Regions from separate parts of the Mus musculus genome. Here all the other regions are linked to region 5. The links are chromatin contacts, called in public Hi-C, HiCAR-type and HiChIP or PLAC-seq maps. All regions are on one chromosome and are shown on one strand. The core of a region is the stretch at or near the end of the contact, and the rest is flanking DNA. Distances in the headings are between cores, read along the strand shown. Region 1 overlaps Csmd2 (CUB and Sushi multiple domains 2). Region 2 has its middle 22 kb from the start of Gm40255. Region 3 overlaps Csmd2 (CUB and Sushi multiple domains 2). Region 4 overlaps Csmd2 (CUB and Sushi multiple domains 2). Region 5 holds the start of Csmd2 (CUB and Sushi multiple domains 2). Region 6 overlaps Csmd2 (CUB and Sushi multiple domains 2).

Region 1 (4,137 bases), core at 922-3,421, 280 kb before region 5:
ACCCTCCAGGATCCTCTTTAATTTTCTTCCTTCTTAGAATCATAATTAAAGGAGAGAAACACAAAGGGAGAGGCTCCCCCTTCAAACCTTCCTGTCCACATTACCTTCTCTCTGGGGGGCCTGGGGAATTCCAAGCTTGCCCAGTAAATCGCTACTGCAGTACTACATAAAACGTTATCTAAGCAAGTATACGTGAGGTTGTTTTGTTTTTTTTTTTTTTCTTTTTCTTTTTGGTAAATTGACTTCTGTTAAATGGGGCTTCATTAATGGAATCTAGCTTGGGGAGAATAAAAAAAATCACTCCCTTTAATGCTCCAAGTTGATTGGAGGAGGAGGGGGAGTGGCAGGGTGAGCTCGGCCTTGCTCCCAGCGGCAGGAAGGTGCTCTGTACGAAGCATTTCTTCATGGAAGCCTCTCCTGCAGTCTGGATGTTCAGGCACCGAGAGAAGCCCTGTCCAAATGGCAACAGTGAGTGTCTGGGCACTGCTGCCTGGCAGCGGAGACACAGGAGACTGGTTTAAATGCCAGCCTCCCTGTGAACTGCCAGTCCTATGAAGACAAGCATGTATCCAGTCACCAGACATGCAGGGGGCAGGGGCACTGTGTCACGAGCTGATTGGGCAGTCCCTGTCTCTGTGTAGTGCCTCTCCCCTCACAGTTGCTGTATCTGGCAAGAGCACCCGTGACCCCTCACATGAGCCACATGGGTTCTGAGCTAGAATAACCCTGTGAGGTTTGGGCTCCAGGCCATTCTGCACCTCAGACTCTAGTGTGAGCCATCCCTCATCTCCACGGCAGGCCTAGGAGAGGGCCGGGGAAGGGGACAGGTATAACTCCCCACCCCCTCCTTCCCTACCACCTGTCAGGGGATGGAGGGAACACTGTGGCACAAGCAAGTTAATCCTTCCAGAAAAGTCTTAGTGGAGGGACAGACCCACCAGGTCCAGAACTCAGCCCAAGTTCTCTTACATCTTCCCTCCCTGGCAGCACCTACTCGGAGTCCCTGCCTCTGAGGTTCCTCTACCCAGAATGTCTTCCCTGCTGCCCCATCTGATGACCTGGCATAATGTCACCTGTCCTATAAGCCTGGTCAACTGTTGCCTGCTCAGTGTGTCCCCTCTGTAGCAGGGTCACGTGCCACCATCCTAGATCTACTGTCTTGTAATCATCTTTGGACCTGATGCTCTCTCCGCAGCTAGTAAGGCAAGCTCCACATGGGGCAGGATGGGAGCTTCTTTGCCTATCTCCAGCCCCACTGAGGGATACATTAGTAACAGAATGTGGCTGCCAAGCAAGGCTCAGTCTAGTTCTGTGGATACAGTTTCACCCTCTGGAGAGTCACAGCCAGGCCCATCCATTTATTTGCACACTGTCCACTGCTGCTGTGTCTACAGCACTCTGTCATGCCACAGGGAACACCTTGCATTAGGGATGGGTAGAGGCCTACCATATGAGAATCCATGGGTTCAATGTCCATAAAATGATTACAGGGTACATATCTATTGGGAGGTCGGGGTGGGGCAAGGGAGTTCAAGGTCGTCTTTGGTTACATAGTAAGAAAGCTTTGCTCTGTTGTTTACTGTCTGGTCCTTTGCTTACTCCCAGCACACCAGCCTCACAGATGATGTCTCTAAATTAAAGCTGAGGAGGGAATCACAAAAGGACGAATTTGTGCCTTAGACAATTTCATTACCACGTGACTAACTTAAACGTATATGGAATTGCCAGTTAGTTTTGCATAGAAGTAAGCCTTTTCCCTGACCACAGACTTTGTGCCCAAGACTTTGGTTGTATCTCATTTAAGTCACAGCAGGCACCCAGGCAACAAATATTTACTAACTGGTACCAGGTACCAAGATGGCATTCCTGATCCGAGGGAGAGAACTTTGGGGTGATTGCGCCCTTCGAATTCTTCTTAGAGCCCCTCCTGTTCGCAGAGTCGTTCACGAGTATTCGATCGGGTTCCCATCGTGGCGGCTGTATTTCCTTCCGCACTCGTATCTCATTCGTTTATGTGATGTTTAATTTAAATCACATAATTACAATAACAAATATGACTCGCGCTGGGAGAGCTGGCAACAGACCCAGCCGATTCTCAGAAAGTACGAGGCCCAGCTGGAGGAAGTCAGAGCACAGGGGCGGGAGGGCAGGGTGGGAGACGGCTGGCAGGCGGCCACAGGCAGCAGGCAAGAAGCTCGGTTACCACTGTGGGAGCACCAGAACGTATGTATGTGGGGAGGATGGATGGTGTTCACATGGATGTGTGTGTGTGTGTGCATATGTGTATATGTGTGCATGTGAGTGTGTGTATCTATGTTTATTTGTGTGTGTTTGTGTGCATGTGAGTGTGTGTGTCTGTGTGTTTTTGGGTGTGTTTAAGTGTACATGCTCATGTGTGTTTGTGTGTGCATGTGAGTGTGTGTGTGTGTGTTTGTGTGTGTGTGTGTGTGTGTGTGTAGGTTAACCTCAGGTGTCATTCCTTGGGAGGTATCCACCTTGCATTTTGAAAAAGTTTCTCTCATTGGTCTGGAACTAGCCTGGAACTAGCCAGTGAGTCCCAGGAGTCCTCCAGTCTCTGCCTCTCCAGCTCTTAGGTTACATGTAGCTGTCACCGTGCCTGTCTTTTTCACGCAGGTTCTGAGGCTTGAACTCAGGGTCCTAAGTTGGAGCAGCAAGCCCTTTACCAACTGAACCCTGCAGCCCGAGGATGCTTGCACTCTAATGTATATGGGGACCAACAGATGAGGAACTAAAGCGATGACTTACTGCCGTGGGTACCAGGGCTTTCCTAATTATATTCCCTCTGCAGTCAGAAGTGGGAGCATGAGGAACTGATCTTAGATTCCATTCCAGAAGTCCCTTGGGGTCTTTTGGCCTGATGCCCACCTTGCATGAACTCCCGGGCTAGTTACTTTTATACCCAAGCTAGAGTCGTTCTGGAAGCGGAAACGTCTGCAAGATTGGCCCGTAGGCATGCCTGTGATGCATTTTCTTGATTAATGGCTGATGTGTGAGGTACCACCCATTGATTCTAAGCGCTGTAAGAAAGCAGGCTGAGCAAGCCGTGAGGAACAAGTCAGTAAGCAGCACTCCTTCCCCAACGGCCTCAGCATCAGCTCCTGTCGCTAGGTCCCTACTTTGAACTCTTTCCCCATCTTCCCTGGACGGTAGGCTTCAAGCTGTAAGATGAAATAAACTCCTTTCTCCAACTTGTTTTAGCTGTGGTTTTTATCACAGAAATAGAAACCCTAAGACAGTCGTCCGTCCCTTGCTTGGAATGTTTACCGTAATGAAAAATTCATCTCCTCGCAGTTCTCCCTGACCAGCTTCTGCTACATATCCTTGTCCCAGGCCCCAGCTACTTCTTCTCCTTTGGGAGGCGGCAGGGGTGGGGGTGGGGGTGGGGGCAGAGAGCATCAGCAACAGGAAACCCATTCCTGAACCCTTGGCCTCGGTTGCTTCATTTTCTCCTGGGCCTGTTTCCCCAGACTGAAGGAAGCCACTATCTCTTTCTTGCTTGTCCACCATTCCTCAGTACATGACAAAGTATTTACCACAAGGGGCAGACTCACTGCATTCTGCACAGAAGCAGCAGGGACCATGATGTACTTCTATGCAGGGTGAGGACCCTGCTGGTGGACGCACAGGTCACGTTGTACCATGGGGGGCAGGTGACCTGCTGGACAGTATGGAGGGTGCCAAGTCCCATGCTGCGTGCATCCTGGTCTTAAGAGCACCACCCACTTGGACCAGGAAGACATGGGTCACCACATTGCTCTGGGCTTGGCTGTTCCTCCCATTCACTCAACAGCTGCTGGAATACCTTCCCAGGGGACTTGCCAGATGCTGGCGACCCCAGGACACCAGCGGCAGAGTCTTTGTTACTATGGGCAAATGTTTCTGTTTTCCCACAAGCGGCCTCATAAACTCCACAAATGAGCAGAACTTTGCAGTTCGGCTGATTGTTAGCTCCAGGGAGCCCCCCAGCCGCATCAGGCAAATGTTTTTCCTTCAGATTCGTGGCTCCCAGGAGGATGTGTCTGAACCTGGAGCTTGGAGGAAAAGGCCCTGGGATGAGTCTGTGGCTGGGGAAGAGCTTTGCTGTTGACGTCTGGGCCTTACCTCTTGTGCGGCAGC
Region 2 (4,329 bases), core at 777-3,276, 350 kb after region 5:
AGTGGGGGTGGTGGGGGGAGTGTCTGTGCATGCTTGATACGGATACAATGTTTTGACAGGAAAGGAAACAGTTTATTCCGGGAAGACACAGAGCAACCTGGAGGCATGCTGCGCTTCTCTCATGGCGTGACTCCAAGATGCAAGGTTTTGAAAAATATTTTTCACCTGTCTCCGGTTGACTCTGTAGATACACAACACCAGCAGATATCGAGGGGTGACTGTGCTTGTAGCCTCGTGAAGACGAATGAGCTGGAGCCCTATGCATGGTCACTAGTGATTGCTGTCGGCTTCAGCCCTCACCTGGCCAGGTGCTGTGAGCCACTAGGGTAAGGAGGAGAAAGCAGCAGGCAGCTGGGAGAGGTCCATTGTTAATGTTGCTGGAAAAGGGCTTTCTCCGTTCACCTGTGCTAATAACTGTGTTCGCTGTCGATGGTTGACTTATTGGGATGAAAATAACATTCACGTTTGCACACCATAGTGCTGAGACTTGCTGAGTACCTACTATGTGCCTGGCCCTGCATAGTCCTGGGCCTCACATGGAGATTGCCATAACAACCAGTTGCTATGCAGAAACCAGAGCTTGGAGATCACTCCCTGGACCAAAGTCACTTAGCTCACAAACTGAAAACCTCAGCTCTCCACCCATGCCAGCTGACTTCACACTTTTATTTCAGGTAATCACTGGAGAATAAAGGTCCTAGATAAAGACTCAATCTATTCTCGGACATTAAGGACTCGTAGCTGTCTATTCTTTGTTCCTAAGCCTTTCCTCTGCTTTGTAAGCAGTCCTGCATCCTGCTCTCTCGCAGCATACTGAGCCATTTCCCTGCTCCCCTCCAGGGCTCAAGCAAACAGGACTTAGTCCAGCTTCAGTTCAGCATGCTTCCAGGATTAGCTCTTCCTCCCTCAAGCTGCAGCCACCACCACAAGAACAGCAGGCTGCAGCGCTTCTCCTTTAGCGAGGGTCCAGAATAATACCTGGTTGGTTGCTAGAGCTATGCCAAGCCCAGCAGAACCCCCAGAGAGCCAAGGACGGTGACCATGGCCCAGCAACCCTCACATGAGATGAGCAGAGGGTAAATGCTGCTATAAGGCATGGGGTTTGACAGCATCCGGAAGAAGATGTGGCCACAGGAAACGCTGCTTAATGCAGACATGGTCTCGAGGGTGGGGGGACGGACTAGGTAACCTCTACTGTGGTGGACTGTACAGGGGGGCATGACTCAAGCCCACCACTTTAGAAAGCAGTAGCACATTTGGTCGTAAAGTAGAGCTGGGGCATTTTTGTTCGTAATTAGTGATCTAAATATATTCTCTAAACTGAAATCAAAATAACGATGGCCCAGAGAAGTCTGGGGTGGGGGCGGGGGGAGCAGGGCCATGGTATGCTGAGTTTCTTGTTCCTGGTGGGTGGCTGTAGCAGATGCAGAGAGCAAGCCCAGTGGAACACATTTCTCCCCAGGGAAGAACAGCCTGTGGGCTGGGCTCTCTTTTCCTGTGGGTGGGAGAAGCCACCTGTGCACACACAGCTCTTTGGATCTATTTTTTTGGTTGCCACGTCGTCTCAACCCCTCTACATGACAGGTTCAGTATGAAAGCGCCCCTCCTCTTACAGGGAGCAAGCAGAGACCCCAAAGTCGGGTTGGAACCCCTTTTACTGAGGCAAAGCTCCAGCAAAGGAAACCTGGGGTTTACAAGCTGACGGCTAGCCACAGGGAAGGCTCAACTCAGCTTCACAGAGGCCTCTGTGTGGACCAGGAGACGGGGTGGCTCTTTGTGAGCAGTACCGTGCGCAAAAGTACAGTAGAGTCTTTGCTGGGTGGCAGTGACAGTGCCAGTGAAGGTGACTGTGCCCAGTTCTGTGCCCAGGCCTGCCCCTGAGCGCTAGATAATGTTTCCTGTCACTATAGTCCACGCTTCCAGTGACACATGGCTCAGGCCTTTGCACCAGGCTCCTGAGGTCTTTGTGAGGCCAAGAGAGGAAGGGAATGCTGGGGCCACTTCATTAGACTTCTCCTATTGGTCTTTGGCCAGCTGAGATCTGGGGAAAGGCTGCAACCGGCTGAGAAGTTTCCATGACAACGGCAGGCAGCACAGCTCTAGAGGCAAGGGGGTTGGGGAAATGGGAGAGGCCATGAAGGAGGGGGAATACTGGTGATAGGGGAGTTGAGATGGGAGGAGGGAAAGGGAAGGAAAAGAGGGAGGGGGGGAAACAGAATGAACAAGAGAGTCAGAGGAAGGGAGGGGGCAGAAGAGGGGACAAGGAAGTCAGGAAGTTGAGGAATGGAGGATAATGGGGAAAAGGCAAGAGGGATGCCTGAGGAGAGGTGTATGGAGAGGAAGGAAGGATCAAGAAGAAGAAATGGGGAACAGGAAAGTCATTGCTCATAATCCCAATCTCACAGTCCAGGAACATGAGGAGTGCCTGTATCCTTGAACGCTGTGACTTGCCCACATCCAATGGCTGACCAGGTCTGGAACACACAGACCTGGCTTCGGAAGGCCAGTGCTCCAGTCACTCATGTCCTGCTGGCCACTGTGTGTGGAACAGCAAGGAGTGTCCAGAACAAGTTATAGAATCGGAGAAATTCTATGTGCTTCTGGCTCCAGGGGCCTGGGCAATCTGTTTCTTGGAGGACTGAGGACTGAAGGTAGGGCCTTGAATTTGCTAGGTAAGCACTCCAGTACTGTGCAACACCCACAGCCCTTCTGATACTTTGTATTTTGAGACAGGGTCTAACCTTATACTCACTTAATAGCTCAGGCTAGCCCAGAACTTTCAATCCTCCTGCCTCAGTCACCTAGGGGTGTGTGTGTGTGTGTGTGTGTGTGTGTGTGTGTGTGTATGTGTGTGTGTGCAAATAGACAGGGGGTGGGAGGACGGCCTCAGATGTCATTCGTCCAGAGTTACTACCTTGTTTTTCAAGACAAGAGTCTCTCAATGGTTTGGAGCTTGCCAAATAGTCTAGACCTGCTGAGCATGGAGCCCCCAGATCCACCTGTCTCTGCCTCCCCAGTGCCAGGATTATTGGCACAGACTACCACTCTGGCTTCTCTACATGGATTCTGAGGCTGGAACCCATACTATAAGGCAAGCACTTTACCGAATGGCCAGTCATCCACGTACAGTCAGAGAAATTTCTTAACCACCCAAACTTCAGTTTTCTGGTCTTGAGAAACAAGGAAACAAACATGATGGTTGTTTCACATAATTGTGAAAATAACTAAAATAATACAGTCCCAGTTTGGGAAGATGCTGGTGGGTTTCTCTGGGTTCAAAGCCTGCTTGGTCTGCACAGTGAGTTCCAAGACAGCCAGAACTACATAGAGACTCCATCACAAACAAACAAACAACCACAAAACAAAACAAAACAAAACAAAACAAAAAAACCCCAAAACCAAAAAAACTTGGAGAGCCTCAGGGTGAGACATTGTAAGCAATTTATAAATGAATATTATTTTGTATGTGTTACCATTAGCCCTGTCAAAAGCATTGTGTGAGACTCCATTTCCTCATATATAAAATGAGACAATCCCCTGCCTCAGACAGCTTTTGAAGTGCATTATTGTACATGCTTACTAACTGTTAGCCAGCAATGTGATGTTTTTAATAATAATACTTTATGGGGTGCCTGGTACTTTTTCAAAACACATTCTATAACGTCCCTTCATTTAACTCCAGGATAGTCATCAATAGCGGCTATCAGAAGTCCCTTCCCACTGACCCTACATGCAGTTCCCATCTCAGCACCCATGACCCCATCAAATTCCAGATTGTTCCAGAAACAACCCTTCCACATAGGCATCACCCCCACTTTATGATTGAGAAGTCACAGGCACTGAGGGTAAAGAAATTTGCCTTAGAGCTCGGACTTGCAGGGAGAGTGACCGGGACAGGGGACAAGCAACTTGTCACAACTCATCACACCGGTGATTTCACCTCCAACCACAATTCCTTTTTCCCTTAAATCTAAATTAATTTATACTTTCACAGATACATAAAAAAATTAAAAGTACATTTGCTAGAGTGTTATGCACAATGCTTGGTGTCTGTGCTGTGTCCGTCGAGGGAGGCAGGAAGCAGCCCTGGCTCCTTGGGGTGCCTCACTCACTTGTGATAATGCCCTGGATGTACATAAGCCACTAAGGTGCTAGGCGGGCTTCCTGAAGTGGTGTGGAGCCCAGAACTGTGTGAACACACCAGAAAAAAAATCACAGAGTGAGTGAGTGACCGGTCACTTCTGGACATGGAACTACAACTATCTACAGGAGCTGACGTAGCTGGCTTAGCTGGTTTTCTCTTTTTTGTTTTTCATGGGAAGGTGAACT
Region 3 (4,461 bases), core at 1,683-4,182, 460 kb before region 5:
TCTGCTGGCTGCTTTGAGCACCTGCCTTGATCACAGTTTGCTCTCTCACTCCTTAGTCATTCTTTTACTTTGGCTTGATGCACACTTAATAAAGTAACTCCTTCAGAGCAAACAACATGGCTACCGTAGGTCATGCTCCTGACTGCATAGAATGGTCAATAGTATATAACATAGGGTCTATAAAATGGTCAGTCTCCAGGGAGGGACACACTCATTCTTCCATGGTGGTCCAGCCTGAGCTTATCCCAGGGACTGAGATGACCCACAGCAGTGGGACAAGGACGGGAAACAAGAAAGTCACTGGGAAGCAGATGTGAGATAGGCATGAACGAGGCTTTGAGACTCAGGAAACCACCAGGCATTCAGTTTGACTGGAGCTCTGGGCCTGCTTGGACAGATGGATGTGCATCAGACTGTAGAAACCGAACTCAGAAATTCAAAACTCACTTACAAAGAGGGTAGATTTATTAAGGGATAAACAAACAAACAAACAAACAAACAAAGAGGCTGCCTGTTTGCTTCTTTGTTATTAAGTTGCCCATAAGAGAGAGTGCCCTGGAAGGCTAGACGAGACAGAGTAGCCAGTGTGAAGACCAAGACATCGTTGGGATGGAAGATGATAAATGGTCAAGTCGAGGCAGGAGGTAGTAGCATGAAGATGGAGATGTGGGAATTTGCTGTCATGTGTACATACGTACTATTCAGTGGTCACCTATACCATACACCATACAGTGGTCACCTTTGGACATTGTTCCTTCAAGAGCTATTCACTTTGTGTGTTGAGAGAGAATTTCATCACTAGCCTGGAGCTTGCCAAGTAGGCTAGGCTGGGAGCCTCAGGGAGCTAGCTGCCTATCTCTGCCTCCCCAGTGCTGGGATTACAACCATGTGTCACCGTGCCTGACCTTTTAAGTTGAGAGACTTAGACTTGTGTGGCAAACACTGACTGAGTCACCTCCCCAGCCCATGCTGGAGTCTTTTATCAGAAAAGTTCCTAATGGGTCTGTTGGGGTAGTAGCCAGGCTTAAGTAGTCCGGAAGGCCACTGGAGGGAGGAAGCAGGGAAGGGATAGGGCAGATCTATGGAGAACTGCCTGGGAATGGAATGAAGGTGTGAGTGCACGGGTTAGGTGGAAAGGTCACGGAGACCTGCAAAGCTTCAGGATGGAGGGAGGCACTGGGGAAAGGGCCAGCCAATGTGTTAGGACATGGAGACCCAGGTTAGGGCTCCTTTGTGTTTAGCAGCCGCAAAAGTGTAAGAGAAAGAGTGTTAGCTGCTTTGGAAACTATTGCAAGAATCCTGCAGACACAGGTCCCGGGGCAGAGAAGACATTCAGTGGATGCTGGAGCCCCACCCCTCATCTCTGACTCTCTTACCCTTGGACCTGAGAACTCTGCCACACACCTGTGAGGACTAGCCTGGCCACCCAGGTCCTCAATCCCGGAGGTCTCAAACCCCTTGGTGTCCCAGCCCGGGAAAGGTACATACGTGTTAAATACCAGGGCGATGACGTAGTCTGGAGAGACGGTCACTTTCCAGTCACACTCCTTGCCTGGTGGGTAGGGTTCTGGGTAGTTTGGTGACAGAATGACTCCTGATGGCCCGGTTAGGTCTCCCCCACAAGGAGCTGAGGAGAGAAGGCGAGGAAAAGTCTGTCCCCTTTACTTGGTCACTTAAAAATAGGCCATTTTATACGATGTGCATTTCACCTCAGGGGGAAAAAATAAAACAAAACACAAATAAAAAGCCCATTGTTGTTGCTGATGTTGAGACAGGGTCTTGTGTAGCCAAGGTTGGTCTCTAATTTGCCATGTGTAGTGAAGGATGAGTTTGAATTCCTAATCTCTGCCTCTGCCTCCCGAGTGTTGGAATCACAGGTGGTTTGCCACCATGCCTCATCTGGCATGATGCTGAAGATGGTACCTAGGGTTTTGTGTATGCTAGGTAAGCACTCTTATCAACTGAGCTGAATCTTCAGCTCTCAATAAATTATCTTAAGAAAAAAACCAAAAAAACAAAAACCAGGTTCTTCCTGGCTGTGACCTTAGGGAAATTACTTAACCTGCATATTTTTCTCTTGTGTTAAAAGGAGGTGATGTCTCCCTTAGGGGGTGTCTGTGATGCTTAGTGGAGAGGTCTCATGGTCAAAATGGTGTCACCGTCGTCTTTCAGGAATATGAAGTATGTGCCATCTTCTCACTGTCTTATGAATTCAGGAAAGCCTCGTGGGTGTTTACTGCATCTTCCTTGTGCAGGATATCACAGCGAGTGGAAAACACCATCATCTTTGCCTGCCAAGCACTATTGGTCTCCTTGGCTGCCAGCTCTGCTGGCATCTGTTTGGATCCCAGATGCCTTCCAGCTTTACTCCTTGCCTAAGGATGAGCATGCCCCTCATCAGGACCAATGTGCTGCGATTCCTCCTGAGGGTCCACAGTGGCCACCCTCTCCTGTGCTGGTGGACTTCTCAACAGATGGGGAGGATAGGGTACCCAGGGATCCAGCAAGCTGTTTTTCCCAAGGACCTCCTTCAGCCTCTAACATCCCAGGCAGCTCACTGCATCCGGGATGGGGACAGGGATGGGGGTGGGGGCTCAGGATTTCACACCTCAGCTTTGACATGACTTTTGCCCAGATGACCCCTAACACCCCTTGTGGAGAAGCCAGACTCAAACCCAGGAACCAGAGTTCTAAGCTCATGTGCTGACTTCACCGGGAATGGGGCTAGAGCTAGCCTGGCATCCATCACAGACAACGTTTGACAAATATTTGCTTCCTCTCTTTGTTTCTCTCCTGTAAGGCAGGGCCATCAGGGCCAGCTAGCTCTGTTCATGGCAGACTGCCAAGGAGCTGGAAACGAGGGGCTCATCGCTGGGATTTCCAATCTGTTTGTGAGAGGAGGCGCCCTCCCCGAGGCCATGTGCAGAAGTGTGTGCCATGAAAGCTGAATTAACCTCACTGGCCTGCTCAATGCCCAGCTGCAGCCTGTCAGCCCGGCCCAGCCCAGCTCTTCCTTCGCAGGGTGCTGGTGCAAGGACTTACTTTTTCTGGAAAGTATATTAAGAGGGTCACAGCCTTGTGGGACAGGGGACACTGAGAGGGGACACAGAGGCCTCTGGGTGCTTCTCAACAGAACCACTCCCCATCCCGCATCCCCACCACTGGAGTCCGGTTCACTGCGAGGAAGGGAGCACAAGGATTTGAAATAGGAACAAAGAAGGGCATTGGGGGCAGAAAGGAAGGGGGACAAGCATCTGAGGAGATGAGGCCTAGGTATCTTGTCTCTCTACTATGCCACCAGGGAAATGTGCATTTTTCCCCTCACAGGCGAGGATCCCAGGCTAAGACTTGAACAATTTCCACAGTGAATGACAGATCCTCAGCCCATGTTTGGGTCTGATTGTCTGCACACCCCACTTCTCCACAACACTGAGTTGGCTCCAGGGTCTCTTTGGTTCGTGAGCTAACCCCATTTCCACCAAGGAACTGGATCCAATGTCTTGCTTTCAGAACCACATCCTAGAGTTGGGGCAAGTCAAGGTCAGACGTCAGATATCAGGGTGGCCCTTACCGTGGAACCTTCCAGGGTGAACACAGCTGGGAGAGGTCTCAGGAAGTCCCCTAAGTCTGTCTCTAGCAGGGAGGACGCATTGGTGGTGGGAAAGCAGGGGTTTTGTGCTCAGCCTGGCGTGGGCGGGAATCTTGGCTCTTGTGTTTCTTAGCTTTGCAATTTGGGACAAGATATCCAAATTTTTCTATTTTGGTTTCTGTAGCTATAATGAGGGAATGGTACTAAATTCAGGGAGCTGCAGGGAAAAGCTAAATGGGGTTATCTAAGCAAACTTCTAGTGTGAGCCCAGCACACATTCGGACTCAGTGGCCATCGTCATCGTTCCTCTCCCCCCCGCCCCCCTTTTGAGACAGGGTCTCTTTGTATACATAGTCCTGGCCATCTTGCAGACCAGGCTGGCCACAAACTTAAGAGATTTGCCTGCTTCTGCCTCCTGCATACTGGGATTAAAAGTGGGCACCACTGCTGCCTGGCTGGTCTCTCTACTCTTCTGTGTCCACCAGCCATGGGCACAGGAATCAACTGAGTTCATCATTTCACTCGGGGAACAGAAGAACTGAACACATGGGCATGTGAACACCTGGGGCATGTGAACACCTGGGGCATGTGGGCACCTGGGGCATGTGGGCACCTGGGGCATGTGGGCTCCTGGGGCATGTGGGCACCTGGGGCATGTGAGTATTATTATTACTACTGTTATTATTAAGAGCCTTGATCTGTTGAATGGGGAGATTTTAAGACAAAGGGTAGATCGCAGGAACCCTAATCCAGGCAGTCAGCAATTCCCTGGGAGAGGGAGAAAAGTGTCTTTCCTTTGCCCCTGGAATCTGCTGATCTTCTGACCTGGAATTCAACTTAGACAATAGGCTGGAGACAAGAGGACAGATCTG
Region 4 (4,416 bases), core at 1,635-4,134, 440 kb before region 5:
CTGGTTATAAGTGAGAGTTTGTTTTTCTTTCATAGTCTAGATGAAGGATGAGTAGAACATGAATGGTAGTTACTACAGTATTATCTCTCAGGCCAGATGTTGTCACTCATATCCTTTGACACCGTCCCCACCTCCTGGAAGAGGCAGTTATGTCGGAGGGCCTGACATGGCCAGAGAAGACCTAGTGATAATGAGCAGCATACATGAGGACCACACAGAGGCAAGGCCATGTTCGTTCTGTTCAGCCTAGCTGATCTGATAACTACACACAAAAGCTTCACATTAATGATGCTGAGAAGAGGAGGAAGGGCAGGAGGAGGAGGAAGAGAGGGGAAGGAGTGGGGAGTCCTCTAAATGCGAAGCCAATACACAAACAATGCAATGGATAGAATGTCAAATTCCAAACCCAGGCTGCCATTTCCCAGGAATTGCTGGGGATGCCAACATTCCCTCACACTTGAGCGCCCAGGGGTGGCAGAAGTTGGTGAGGGAAATGACAGGAGTTGCTGAGACACAGTCACCTCTTTAGAATGGAGCACATGCAGGACCTCTCCAAAGGGTGACATTTAAGCAAGATGGCAGGCTCAGAGGGAGCTGGCCACCGCAGAGCAGGCTGGGTTAAGAGGTGGCAGGCAGCGTCTCCCCAGATAAAGGGCAGCGTGTGCAAAGGTCCCAAATGGGAAGCTGCCCCAGGGCGTCAGGGCAACAGAAAGGTCGGCATGGCTGCGGGGTGGCAGGCAGAGGCTGGGCCCGCTGGGACGCTGTGGGTTGGGGAAGAAGTTGAGATTTTATTCAACTGGCTAAGCGAAGTTGCTGAAGGATTCCAAGCTGAGGCCCGACAGAGTCTGGTTTGTATTTTAGGATCATTCTTGGCTGTACTGGTGAGAACAGGTAGAGGCAGGCAAGAATAGACACAGGGGCCTTAGCTGCAGGCCAGCAGTGACCCCTCTTACGGTGGGGCTTGGTGAGAGCCAGGAAAAGACTGGTTACGCCAAGTTACTCATGTTCTCAATGAAGATTTCCTTCATCCTAAGGAGATCAAAGTCTGTAGGTACTCATCGGAGCTTCTGATCAATGGAGATCAGCCCAGGCCCCCAAACTTGGCCTATCTGCCTCCTGTAGGTGAGAGATGAGTCCCGTCTGCTGGCTTTTAGAGGACTGGCATGGGTTTGAAGACGCATCAGTACTGTGATCCCAGGTGAGGAGGTACTGGGATGAGATGGTACCTCTCCCTGTGGGTGTCATGCCCATACACGCATGTACGCGCTTGCTTGCCATCCATAGGCCATCTCTTGGAAAGAGGATGAGGTGTCTGTAGTGTGTATAACCATCTTCCTTCAGAGATTTCAGACTATGCAGAGCTGACTCCTCCCAGGAGCCTGCTGCTCACGGAAGGAGACACCGTAAAACACAGTAAAAAAACGTGCCATACACAAGACACCATTGAAATGACAGAGGGAGAAAGTGCTAAGTCTTTGCAGACTGTCTCTCTCCTTGCGTGCTGGTTGCCTTGTAGGTGCTTCCCGTAGCCTTGTGGAAAGCGGGTGGGTTAGGGCCTCACTTCTGCCATTTTGCAAAGGTTTGGAAGTGAAGTCCCAAAGGGTTCCACTGACTGGACAGTAAGGAAGGGTGAGGAACCCATGTTGAAACCAGATCTTCCTGGGCCAGGCCCGCTAAGCCCTTTCCTTAATCTCTTCTAGCTTACAGACACAAAGAGAGCTTCAAGGTGGTCAGGAAATAGTGCAGTTTATACAGATCCATGAAGGGAAGACAAGCCAGTTGCCTGCTTGAGCCCAGGCTCCCTCCCACCCCATTGCCTTCTCTTCAAGGGCTGGGGAAGCTTCCAGGCCAGACATCTGACCCCATCTGCTGCTGATCTCTATGGCCTAGTACTGCCTGCATCAAAATAGCCAGGAGGGCTCTGGACTGTTAGTGTCCCTAACTCTCAGGGGAACTTCCATGCAAAGCCTTCTGGAACTCCTCAGCGCTCTGAGGCTGAAGGAAAGCTGAACACACCAAGCTGCCAGACGCGGCTCCCTTGGCTCCCTCAGCGGCTCCTCTGGAGCCACTGACCATAGAAAGGCATGCAAACCGGAGGGCAAGAGAAAGCAAACACTGTGGTGACTGAAGCTGTTGACTTCACACGCCCGCCCTCTGACTTGGAGGAGGCAGAGGCAGGAAAGCACCTCAGGCCTTGTCAGGGACCTGTTACCACAGCGTGAACCTGACAGACCCTGTGGGGTCCCGCATGGTGAGAGATGGATCCTGACTTCAGGGAAAAGTGGCATGTTCAGGAATAGCTGCAGGAGGGAGGGGCTCAGAAATCACTCAGACCCCAGATGAGAATGCAGCTTAACGGATCCCCCAGGGACACAGAAAGTGAATGGTGGGGGTGGGGTGGGGTGAGGGAATCATGCTCGTTCTGAGCCCTTGACAGCAAACTCGCTATTAATTACGCCACCGAGATAGCAATACTTGACTCTGGAATTAAAGTATCATGCGATTCAAAGAGTCACTGCTGGGCAGACAAGTGGAGGCTCCAAGCCAGCAGAGCTGTTGGGCGCTAGCTTTGAGGCTTTGGTTCCTGGGGTCAGTTGGAATTCCGTTCTCTTCAAAAGTAAGGAAGTGGAACTGGGTGGGCTGCAGGAAGCGCTGTGGTCTTCTAGGCTGGTGACTGCTGTTTTGTTTTGTTTGTTTGTTTTTGTAGACTTTTAGCCCAGGTTTCCCTCTTATGTGCCAAGTGACTTTGGACTAGGAGCCCTCTTTGCGTTGTTGCCTGTGAGGGACTTGCTAGTGAACGGCTCAGCTTCCAGAACTGTGAGTCATATGTGTTTGTAGCTCGTTGTCCTTCATTTATGCAGCTTGTGGCTGTCACTTGGCGGCGTCACGCTCCGCTACTTTTCTTTCAGAACTCGGACGCCGTCACGTGCTCCGTCAGCCTTGGACTCTCTGGCTTATCTCCTGCGTGGATGCTTTTCATTTCTTGCAGGGCAGATGCGGCCACTGTGGATTTTAATTGTGATGATGTCATTACTTTCTTCACCTCCCTGATTGGTTGCCATCGTTTTCTTTCTCTCTCAGGAGCTCTTCTCCTCCATTAACCTGGCCATCTCCACATCTTAGAATGAAACAGCACAAGCGTGTACGGGGTCTGTTAGAATACCTACTGTCTATTCTGTTTGCATTTTTTGACACCCTGGGGTGGAATCAAGGGCTAAGTATCCTAGTTAGCATGAATTATCAACTTGACACAGCCTAGAGTCATCTGAGAGGAAAGCCTGCACTGAAGTCTTGCCTAGATCAGATTGGCCTGCAGGCGTGTCTATGGGTGACTGCCTTGATTATTAATTGATGCAGGAGGGCTCTGGCCATGGTGGCTGGCACTATCCCTAGGCAGGGAGTCCTGGGCTATAAAACAAAGCTAACTAAACAGAAGCTCATGAGTGAGCCAGAGAGCAATCTGGAAAGCAGCTTCCTGCTATGGCTCTTGCCTTGAATTCCTGCCCTGATTTCCTTCATTGATGCACTGTGACCCGGAAGTGTAAGCCAAAGAAACCCTTTCCTTCCCAAGATGCACTTGACCACAGTGTTTCATCACAGCAACTGCATGAAACTAAAACACTAGGCAAGGGTTTTGCCACTGAGCTGCAACCCCAGTCTTGGTTCTTTATATTTCTTTCTGTCACCTGGAGTATTAAAAAAGAAACAAAAAACCTTTATTTTTTTAAAAAAATGGTCCCGTTTCTTTAGAGAAACAGTTATTCATTTTTCTCATGTGCGCTGTTCTTTATGAAACATCCCGTGCATGTATCTTATTTGTGCATTATTATTTTTAATCTGTCCCTTTGAAGGGAGAGATCGCTACAGGTCCAGTGTGCCAGCCAAGAAGGCAGGTGGTGCTAATTCCCCTAAGAGACATTAGAATTCGCGCCCAGATCCTAGGCTGGCAGCCAGAACAGGGTGTGTTCTGCCTAATTCAACTACTCAGGGTGGTTTGGCTGGCTTATCATACTTGGATAATTTGAAGTAGTTTGTGTTTCTTTCTCTAGAGGCAATCCATGGAAATGAAATCACCAGGGCACACTGCTGCACTTAAAGTCACACTTAGAATATTTATATATTAAAGCCACATTAACACCAAACAGGCTGGCTACCTCTTTTCCTTCAGAACAATGTTCTGGCTCTTTCTGGCCATTTCTTGACTCATTGCAAACTTAAGGCTTTTCAAGCGATGCCTGCTGGGTGTGCTTATCCGTGCGGTTCCTTCAGGTGGTTGCTCTCACTGTGCAGCTACAGGGACCTCCTCTGTTTAAAGTTTAACTCGCCGTTGCTCTTTTAAAAAGCAACCTTCTGGAAGCTGCTGAACCCCAGGTCAGTATTCCTGGCAAGATCTGTGAACACAAGCCTTGCTTCCAG
Region 5 (4,133 bases), core at 906-3,405:
GAGCAACTGCCCCTCCTTTAGACACACATACACTCCAACTTAGGTACCTACCCAAGAGACAACGACAAATGGATCTCAAAAAGGCAGCCTTCCAGCACTGCAGAATACTGTGCAGGCCCGGGTGAGTTGGCCTTTTTCTCTCCCCAGGGGCATGGCATACTCAAAGGGGCAGGGGCAAACCTAGCAAGGAAAACAAATCTAGCAATCCCAAACAAGTTCCAATTGGCCAAGGCAAAGGGGGCCTTTGCCTGGACAAACATCCAATGGGCCCCACAGCAAGTAACAACGGACCCCACAGCTCATGTGATAAGTCTTGGTGACCAGAAGCATTTGGTGTGAGCGGCCTCCCGGTGGGTGTGGGTGTGCGGAGAGGCCTAAGCTGAGAGAGGCACGCGCACCGCGGGCGCCCCTCTCTGGGTGTCAGTGGCTATGACTTCTTAGGATTACCTGAGAAAGTCCGGTCAAGTAGGGATAAACAGACAAGACTGTCTTGGGGAGCCCTCCCTGACAGGAAACCCCAACACTGAATGGTTATATGGTGAATGACAACGTCTGATGGGACATTTCACAAGATGCTGAAAGCCAGAGAGGGCATGAGAGTTTTTACCACACACTGGCCAACCACGGGAGGGGGCACACTTTCCAAGAAGCGCCAGGGCTTGGGGATGGCCCAGGACAAGGCTTGAGAGGCTCAACCTGTGGTTTTAAAACACCAAGCAAACAAGCAACAACAACAAAACCACTACTGTGGGGCGGGGTGTCCCGGCTCCAGGCCCAGGCATCAGGTGCTTCGGGTGTTCTTCCCCAGCGGGTGTCAGCATCCAGTAAAGTGAAAACGCAGCTCCAGGCATCCCCGTTTGGACCGGTCCCCCCACGGGCACACGGAACTTTCTAGGTTGTGGCTAAGCATCTGAAGGTGCCGTGGGTAAAGTAGAAGACCAGTTGAAACCAACAACCTTTAGAGCAACTGGGCTCACTAAAGGGTCCACATGCCTCTCTCCCAGGAACTGTAAGCTGCAACCACACATCCATCCTAAAGTCCCGCGACTCTCCACACCCTTCAGGTCTGTCCGGGCTGGCTTAAGGAGATCGAGTCTGCCACCCGAGCCACGGATGCCGCAGCCCAGGCGTTTGGCTGCAGCAGGGCGCGGGAAAGGGCACTTTGGCGCGGAGTAGGAGCCAGTAGAGGGGATGTGTCGGCACGGACCCTGGCAGTGACATTCCCCCTCCTCCCTCCCCACCCGGCACGACCTCCTCCTCCACCTCCAGTGGTTCAACCCCCCTTCAGATCTTCACATGAGCCCTTCAAGAAAGATTGCACGGACCCCCGACCTGGGCGCGCGCCCACCTGCATCCCGCCCCCAGCCCAAGCACCGAGGGGGCGGGCGGAGGGCGTCTGAGGAGGTGGGTGGTGACCGCAGTCTCAGGGCTGTTTGGGCGGGGGCAAAGGCTTTGGTCGGAGAAAATGGGCGGGGGCAGGGAAAGACAGACCCTCCAGACGCGGAGGGGGCGCGCCGAGACTCTCCAACCCCCAGGACGGGTGTGCCAGGCGGAATGGGGAGAGATGGGGGAGTATGGCTCTGGGAAAGTTTATCCCGGAAAAGCTTGGCATCTTGGGGGGCTGGGAGACAGGAGAAACTGAAGCCACAGTCCAGGTGGCCCGCAACCCATGGAGGGGGATGTCTGTCTCCCAGGCCCCCCATACCGGCCGGATCCGGCTAAGTTGTAGCTGGGGTTGGGGACATCCATGAGGGTAGAGGTGAGGATGTGGTCGAAGATGGAGTAGGTGATCTGGGCAGACAGAGAGGAGGATGAGCAGCAGGGTGGGTAATCGGAAGAAGGAAGCCAAGCCGAGGTGGGGGAAGGGACTGGGACCGCGTCGAGGTTGGGTGGGCTCGGGTGGGGCGGGCGGCGCGGTCAGACTCACCCGCGGCAGCCGAGGCACTGAGCAGCCCCCAGCCCAGCAGCAGCAGCAGCGGTGGCGGCGGTGGTGGCGGCGGTGGTGGTGGCGGCGGGCGGCCCCAGCGACTCCCGGTACCCGGCACAAGCGCCCAAATCCCGATTTCGCCGCGAGCCCTCACTGCCGGGCAGCCGCAACATCCTTGCTCCGGTCCCCGCGAGCGCGGCATAGCGCGGCCAGCAGCCCGAGGGAGAGGCTTCGCCCGCCGCCGAGGAGAAAGGAGGTCAGGAGAGCTCTGTAGCTTTTTTTTTTTTTTTTTTTTTTTTTTTTCTTCCTGCTCCGGGAGGGGGGGAAAAAAATCCCGGTACGCGGGAGCCCTGAGCTTCTGCGGCTGGAATGAACCAAGTGTCCGCCCGGCCGGGGAGAGGCGCGCTGCGCTCTCGGAAATGACTCGCTCCAATCCCGCTTCGCGGGGTTCGCGCCGGGGGGCGGGGGGGGGGTGAATTATCCCCGGATTAATCACTCCGGAGCCGCTTCTCCGCCGCTCCAAATGCTGGGGGTGGAGGCGCAGTTAAGGAAAAAAAAAAAACTGGATGGGGGGGTGTTCTTCAGCGCCACCTGCACCCCCTAATAAACCACAAATTACATCTAAAGGGTTGTTTATTCCTATTTGTTCTACAATTGACCAGTTTCTTTTAAGTTCAGTCCTCCGGTTTTCATGTAAAAGATCACCATCAGTACATCCCCTCCCGTGTACACACACACACACACACACACACACACACACACACGCACTCACGCACAGAAACACACACTCTTGCATACTCAGGCACACACACACACGCCTCCTCCACGTTTGGAAATGGGAATACTGTCTGGGGAGAGGTAACCAAAGAAGATTGCAGTTCCCCGGAGTCGTGGGTCTTGCGAGAAAATCTTGGGTACTGGCTTTGAACTTGTAGTCTTGGGTCTGGGGAGGACACTCTGGAGCTCAGCTAGCTGTAGCCCACCCCAGGAGATGGGTTCGTGGACACAGAAGAAGACAGGGTTAAGAATTGAAGGGTGAGTGAAACAGGAGGGGTGGGGGTGGTGAATGGTCCCTTCATTCAGTCCAGGGCAGTCCTACCCCTAGTCTAAGACAAAACCGCAGGGATGTATACTGAGATTGGGGGCGGGAGCGGGTATGGGATTGATGGAAGTGTTGTGTACGAGTCCCTTGAACAATTTACCCTCTAATTTAAGTGACTGGACTCTGCTTGTCCCCCATACCCACCCAACCAGGGCCCCAAACCAGATGAGTTTCTCCCAAGGAAGTGAACCCTTATCTTCTACAGGCTGGTAGCGGCTGCCTTCAGACCCACAAGGGCGCAGCGTAGTTCCCCCCCACACACACACACACACACACCAACCCCCCTCCGCCTCAGCAGCGGTCTCAGGCTGGTCTACCCTAGGCTGCTCTGCCAGTCACGAGGGCCCCTTCGTTGCCTACGCCAAACTCTTGCCTAGGGCGAAGAGACGCCTAGGGAGATGAGGGAGGCCGGAGAGGACCGCGAGCAACATGGCAGGGGGAGAAGGCTCCGCCTGGCGAGCGCAGCGTAAAAGCACCTGCCGATGTACATCCCACCCCACCCCCCTCTGCCAGAGTCACCCAGAGAGGCAGATCTTGCGTTTAGGCAGTCTGGCAATCAAGTGATTTGGCCAAGCTGGCGTTCTGTCATCCTGGAGGCTCAGGAGCCCGGGAACCCTGATGGCGGGCGGCGAGGCCGGGACATTTCCTGGGAAGGGTTAAGAGAGGGACTTCAGGGTTGGCAACTTGGGTTAGGGGGTTTCTGCAACCCAAGTTGACCAGCTGTCGGCGGCGAGCCTGTGAATTTCTCAGGAAAGGCGTACAATAGGGCTTCGGGGTTCTGTCTGGGATTGGAGTGGAGGGGGATATGGAGGAGGAGTGGACGCTACTTCTTATTCCCACCAAAAACTTGCTCCACAGAGCCACACTTTCTCAGAGCGCTTGGTACGAGTCTTTCTCTTTCTGCCCCAACCCCAACCCTGGCGGTTCCGGTTTCCCTGCATGAGCTCATCCCACAGCTGGGGAAGGCGCCTGGTGGCCCCCGGAGTGGGTATGGAGAATCCTGTGAATCGCGGGTCCCATTCCCCACCCCCATCACACTGGCCCATCCCGACTCAGTCTCTCTGAGTGCCAAGAACCAACTGAAGCGGCCAGAAAACCTCAGTG
Region 6 (4,231 bases), core at 752-3,251, 410 kb before region 5:
ACTTCATCACCTTTTAAAAAAAGTGTGTGTGTGTATGTATGTACACACACATGTAATATATATATATATATATATATATATATATATTATATGTATTACATGTGTAAATATATATAATTTATATATATATGTATAATATATATTACATGTGTAAATACATGTTTTGTGTGTCTGTGCATGTGGGTATGTGCTCGTGTATTGAGTGTGTGTGGTGGCGTCAGTGGCAGATGCCTTCCACTGTAACTTTTCTACTTATTGTTTAGAAGCAGGGTCTCTCACTGAACCTGAAACTTACTGAATGGCTAGGCTGGCCAGCCAGAATACTGCTGTGCTCCACACTGATGGGCTTTCACACTGTGTGGACACAAACTCCTTATGCTTCCTCAGCAGGCACTTTACTGACTGAGCCATCTCCCCATCATTTGATCAGTCCACTCATACATCTGTGAGGGCAGACAGTTCCTAAGAAGTGTTAACCCACACCTCGTACCTTTTTTGGTCTTCTTGTCCTCCCAGGTGAGAATGCCCACCAGGACTCAGGGGGAAGTGTTGGTCTTCTTGTCCTCCCAGGTGAGAATGCCCACCAGGACTCAGGGGGAAGTGGGGACTTTGGGCCATGCACACAGGGACGGATGGGGAAGAAATCACCCTTTGCACATGGTTACCTACACACCGTAGGAAATCAATTGCCATTACCTTGAGGAGGTCTCCTTCAGCGAGCTCAAATGCCTTGGCTTTAAGCTGAATCCCCTTCCCCGGCTGGGTCTGGATGGAGTAGATACACTCGTGGTTGTTATTGTAGTTCACAGGAAAGTTGGGGGACAGCAAAGTGCCCTGAGTGCCTGTGACTGAGTTCCCACACTCCGCTGGAACGACAATTAGAATATCCACAGATTAACCCACTCACACAGAAAGCTCTGCATAATAACTTCACGGGTATGCTGAGGCTGTCTGCTTGCCCACACTCTCTAGGACAGCCTACCAAATTTTTACCAGCTCTAGCCTGCCTACAGTTCTGCCTGCTTTCTTCATCTTTCTTTCTTTGCTTGTCCCTTTTCTGTGGAAATAGAAAACATATCACTGGATGCCCTCTTCTTTCACTGCGTTAGTTTATAAAGCACTGGTCCCTTACATCTGTTGGTATCATAGCAACAGAAGGATGTTAGAGAAGGAGACAGCCAAACCTAGAAAGAGGAGAACTTTAAGTATTCAAAGACAGGGACTAGGAAGTAATGAGACTGAATAATAATCACTAGCCCTTACAGGCAAAACACCACAACCACTTTACCAGGGTCTCAGGCAAGAGCCATGAATGCCAGACTATTGAGGCAAGTATAAGCCTTCTTTCCTAGTTTACATAAGTGTCGATACATTAAGAGGAAGGGCTGGGAATGCTACCACCTTGGGCCTGTGTTAGGGGCCTGAGGCTCTGAGAAAGTTTTTGCACAGGCCTATCAAACCTCTGCATCTTGCACCAATCAAGAAAACCATCTTGCCTCTGGAAACCGTGTTTCCTCTCCTGCAGAAACAGTCTTTTCCACTCTTCTCAGGCCTGTGTTTATAGAAGGCATCACACATTCTCCTTACGTTGTTAGTATTTCCACCCCCTTCCCTGTCTTATAATTCCTTGGGGAACTGTCACACTTCCATCTCTTCTACAAGTGGGTAGTGCCTGGCTAACTCAGGCTTGGTGGCAGGGCATAGCTGGGGGGGACCTCTCTAAAATTACTAATTGTGAGGCTCTCTCTGTAACTCCCTGTGTTAAGGAACCTGCCACATTATTCCCTGCTTGCCTGTCATTTGTATTCATCTCCTAGCCAAATTCTGAGCTACATGAGGCCCAGGACCACGCTTGAAGAAGCTGTACATTTCCAAGGCTCACATCTGTAAGATAAATATTTGTTGAGTAAACGGATGAATGGAGGAATGTGGCCATACTCCGATCTCAGAAGAGGCATGGGGCTAAAAATAGTCAGGTTCCAGAAGGATGGAAACGGGAGTCCAGATGGCAGGCTCATTGCTTGTCTGGACAGATGGGCGGTTTGGAGCATGTCTCTGCGGTGGTTGGTGGCACAGCCACTTTCCCCTGCCGCTTCTCTGTGTCCTTACTCTTGGCTGGAAGGACCTTCAGGTCCACTAAGAGGCCACTAGCCAGCTCTAGTTCCCCTAAGCCAGGAGTGTGCTAGATGACACCCACAGGGCACATAGAGACCTTCAGAACAGAGTCTCTATGGTCTTTGTCATATGCTTGTCCCCAAAACTACTCTTAGTTCTTTGAAGGTAGACATAGTCACCACTAAGCACCACTAAGTTTCTAATTGTCAGCGGGCCCTGTTCCCTGGCCCCTATTCTATTCTCTGCTTTAGTTTCCCAAGACTTTGGATAGGACCTTGTTTATCTCAATGGAGACAGGGTCCCTTGAGTACTTGACACAGCCAGTGAGCACAATGAACAATATCAGATAAATGTGCCAAACTGGGATGTAAAACTGGGATGTAAAACTGAAGGGGAAAGGTGGGTGGACACAGTGGGATCACAGCTGCTGACAGTCTCCAAAAGCATGTTCCTAAAGGGCATAATTCCTGGGTGCCCTCGGATGAGGCTTGGGCAGCTGCTGAAGGCTGTGCACAGTTTAACACAATGGAGGCAGAGAAGTTATAGCAGCTCCCTGGGCGCTCTTTATCCGGACCGTATCCTCTGAGACTGGAGAGTGAACATGTAAGGTTTGATGTATGAAACGGGGAAAGCACAGAGGGAGTGGCCCACATGGTGGACATTCACTCAGTGTAGCTCTTCCTCTTTGATTGCAGCTTATCCGCCTCCACTGGGTATCCTATCTGCTCTGGGGCTATCAGGGTTCTTATGGGAAAGTTCTAGCTATCAGGCTCACGATGCCCCAACTGCTTCTCAAGCCCCTTGCTCCTTGCCCAGCTCATGACAGCCGCCTTCCTCAAACATGGTCTCTGGCAGAACTTTAGACTGTCTTCCCAGCGCCAGCTTCCTGCATTCCAGCTTTTTGTCCAATCTCTGGCCTAGCAAGACTTCCCTGTCTTTCCCATTCACCCAGAACACCCAGGACTGCTGTGTCTCCGAGGCGGCCAGTCCCTGCCCAATGGCAAGGTCCTGACTCCCTGCCAGAGCCTTGGTTCTAGGTACAAGACAAGGGACAAGAGGAGGAAGGGATGTGACACTTGCTTCTGGGAGAGTTTCCAAAGAGGCAGGGGAGATGAGCAGACGCCACAGGAAGCCAAACATGGGTGTAAATGGAAACAAACCAGCGCTGCAGAGAAGCAAACAGGCACATGCCCAAGAAAGAACCTCTGCTGATTCGGACATCTGTGACTTCTGCCGCTCCTATCAGACGAGGTCTCAGGAAGGGCAGGGGCTGTATTTTATCCATCAGTCTGAGGCTCCTGAGGGGGAGGGTTAGGTCTTCTCCGTCACTTTGGGGCTTCCAAGGACAGGACCGCATCTCTTATTGCAGACTGGGGTTCCCTCCCAGGGTCAAGGCTGTCTCTTCCACATCAAATGCAGGCGCCCCTGAGGTCAGAGGCTGGATCACCCTGTCACACCATGTTTTAGAGCTCGGGGCTGTTTGTACACTCCGTGGCTGGGAATGCTCCTGGTGGCATAGAGTGGGCTAAATCATCTAAGTGACGTCTTACGGTGAAGGTGGCAAGCAGAAGCACCCCCATGGGTGGGCAGGCCTGCCATGACTCTGGCAGTAGTCTCTGCTGCAGGGCTGGTTGTAATTAGAGGTGATTATAACCGCTGCGTGTTATTAATACCATGTGAAACAGAAGACAAATGCAATAATGAAAATATTGTGCGGTGTCGTGAACAAACAGTAATTGGAATAATGAGTTAAAGGATGAGTTGGTATAATGAGACTGGAGAGGCAGGAGCTTTAGCGGGGTGAGCATCTGGGGGGCCTGGGAAGCCCCACTGGAGACGAACTCTCTCCAAGGCCCTCATGGAGGGGCTTTTCCAGATGCAAGGGCAGCTGCTGGTGGTCAGGTCTGAACGGGACCTCCCCCAGGGCGAATTCTGTTGCAGCTTTGTTGTCTGATTGCTCTCCCTTCTGAATTTGTAAAATATTATTGACAAACTAATGATAAGTCGTTAATCCATAAATAAAATGATAAAGATGTTATTGGCAGAGTGACAATTACATGGCTCCCTGTGGCTTTATGGGGACGATGTCACCTCATCCAGAATGCATCAGATGTGG

Evidence for each region. A called contact is a pair of places that touch in the nucleus more often than the background predicts. HiCAR-type assays count read pairs that join an accessible place to other places. HiChIP or PLAC-seq counts read pairs in DNA pulled down with a chosen protein or histone mark.
Region 1: a contact with region 5 is called in a Hi-C map of cortical neurons, with 2.8 times the contacts expected there. The contact joins the enhancer-like site here to the promoter of Csmd2 in region 5. A contact is called at or near these places in 6 of 39 promoter capture datasets (the HPC-7 cell line, cranial neural crest, embryonic stem cells and 2 more), 4 of 484 Hi-C or Micro-C datasets (cortical neurons and embryonic stem cells), 6 of 115 datasets of contacts at active chromatin or transcription factors (SST interneurons, embryonic forebrain, embryonic hindbrain and 3 more) and 2 of 9 other capture datasets (adipose tissue and pancreatic islet).
Region 2: a contact with region 5 is called in an H3K4me3 HiChIP or PLAC-seq map of forebrain, with 7 times the contacts expected there. The contact joins the enhancer-like site here to the promoter of Csmd2 in region 5. A contact is called at or near these places in 2 of 39 promoter capture datasets (cranial neural crest and hippocampal neurons), 2 of 484 Hi-C or Micro-C datasets (cerebral cortex and embryonic retina), 1 of 115 datasets of contacts at active chromatin or transcription factors (forebrain) and 3 of 9 other capture datasets (adipose tissue, embryonic stem cells and liver).
Region 3: an H3K4me3 HiChIP or PLAC-seq map of forebrain shows a contact between it and region 5, with 10 times the contacts expected there. The contact joins the enhancer-like site here to the promoter of Csmd2 in region 5. A contact is called at or near these places in 8 of 39 promoter capture datasets (embryonic stem cells, hippocampal neurons, liver and 2 more), 1 of 484 Hi-C or Micro-C datasets (cortical neurons), 8 of 115 datasets of contacts at active chromatin or transcription factors (embryonic forebrain, embryonic hindbrain, embryonic midbrain and 5 more) and 2 of 9 other capture datasets (embryonic stem cells and pancreatic islet).
Region 4: a contact with region 5 is called in a HiCAR-type map of astrocytes, with 3 times the contacts expected there. The contact joins the enhancer-like site here to the promoter of Csmd2 in region 5. A contact is called at or near these places in 3 of 39 promoter capture datasets (cranial neural crest, hippocampal neurons and liver), 1 of 484 Hi-C or Micro-C datasets (cortical neurons), 10 of 115 datasets of contacts at active chromatin or transcription factors (astrocytes, embryonic basal ganglia, embryonic forebrain and 7 more) and 2 of 9 other capture datasets (embryonic stem cells and liver).
Region 6: an H3K4me3 HiChIP or PLAC-seq map of forebrain shows a contact between it and region 5, with 4 times the contacts expected there. The contact joins the enhancer-like site here to the promoter of Csmd2 in region 5. A contact is called at or near these places in 3 of 39 promoter capture datasets (cranial neural crest, hippocampal neurons and liver), 3 of 484 Hi-C or Micro-C datasets (cerebral cortex and cortical neurons), 9 of 115 datasets of contacts at active chromatin or transcription factors (embryonic basal ganglia, embryonic forebrain, embryonic hindbrain and 6 more) and 1 of 9 other capture datasets (embryonic stem cells).

What each region holds. Positions count from the first base shown.
Region 1 is chr4:128,269,120-128,273,256 of GRCm38.p6, reverse strand. All of the region lies in intron 5 of Csmd2 (CUB and Sushi multiple domains 2), which reads right to left. Among named protein-coding and RNA genes, the nearest start is that of Hmgb4os, 10 kb to the right of the region's middle. Within about 2 kb of position 2,171, at least 7 of the 459 cell types and tissues checked have an H3K27ac peak or open chromatin away from gene starts, as enhancers often do. A contact at or near this core is called in cortical neurons, where this site is marked.
Region 2 is chr4:127,638,083-127,642,411 of GRCm38.p6, reverse strand. No RefSeq gene overlaps it. Among named protein-coding and RNA genes, the nearest start is that of Gm40255, 22 kb to the right of the region's middle. Within about 2 kb of position 2,026, at least 89 of the 459 cell types and tissues checked have an H3K27ac peak or open chromatin away from gene starts, as enhancers often do. A contact at or near this core is called in cerebral cortex, embryonic retina, forebrain and 1 more, where this site is marked.
Region 3 is chr4:128,449,577-128,454,037 of GRCm38.p6, reverse strand. It overlaps Csmd2 (CUB and Sushi multiple domains 2), which reads right to left. Exons shown (of 71, transcript NM_001281955.1): 28 at 1,489-1,627. Among named protein-coding and RNA genes, the nearest start is that of Gm33656, 81 kb to the left of the region's middle. Within about 2 kb of position 2,932, at least 68 of the 459 cell types and tissues checked have an H3K27ac peak or open chromatin away from gene starts, as enhancers often do. A contact at or near this core is called in cortical neurons, embryonic forebrain, forebrain and 4 more, where this site is marked.
Region 4 is chr4:128,427,404-128,431,819 of GRCm38.p6, reverse strand. The region is part of intron 25 of Csmd2 (CUB and Sushi multiple domains 2); the gene reads right to left. Among named protein-coding and RNA genes, the nearest start is that of Gm33656, 100 kb to the left of the region's middle. Within about 2 kb of position 2,884, at least 33 of the 459 cell types and tissues checked have an H3K27ac peak or open chromatin away from gene starts, as enhancers often do. A contact at or near this core is called in astrocytes, cortical neurons and forebrain, where this site is marked.
Region 5 is chr4:127,986,066-127,990,198 of GRCm38.p6, reverse strand. It overlaps Csmd2 (CUB and Sushi multiple domains 2), which reads right to left and starts at 2,155. Exons shown (of 71, transcript NM_001281955.1): 1 at 1,928-2,155. The coding sequence starts at 2,129. It also overlaps a transcript of CK137956 not described here.
Region 6 is chr4:128,396,936-128,401,166 of GRCm38.p6, reverse strand. It overlaps Csmd2 (CUB and Sushi multiple domains 2), which reads right to left. Exons shown (of 71, transcript NM_001281955.1): 22 at 697-866. Among named protein-coding and RNA genes, the nearest start is that of Gm33656, 130 kb to the left of the region's middle. Within about 2 kb of position 2,001, at least 14 of the 459 cell types and tissues checked have an H3K27ac peak or open chromatin away from gene starts, as enhancers often do. A contact at or near this core is called in cerebral cortex, cortical neurons, forebrain and 1 more, where this site is marked.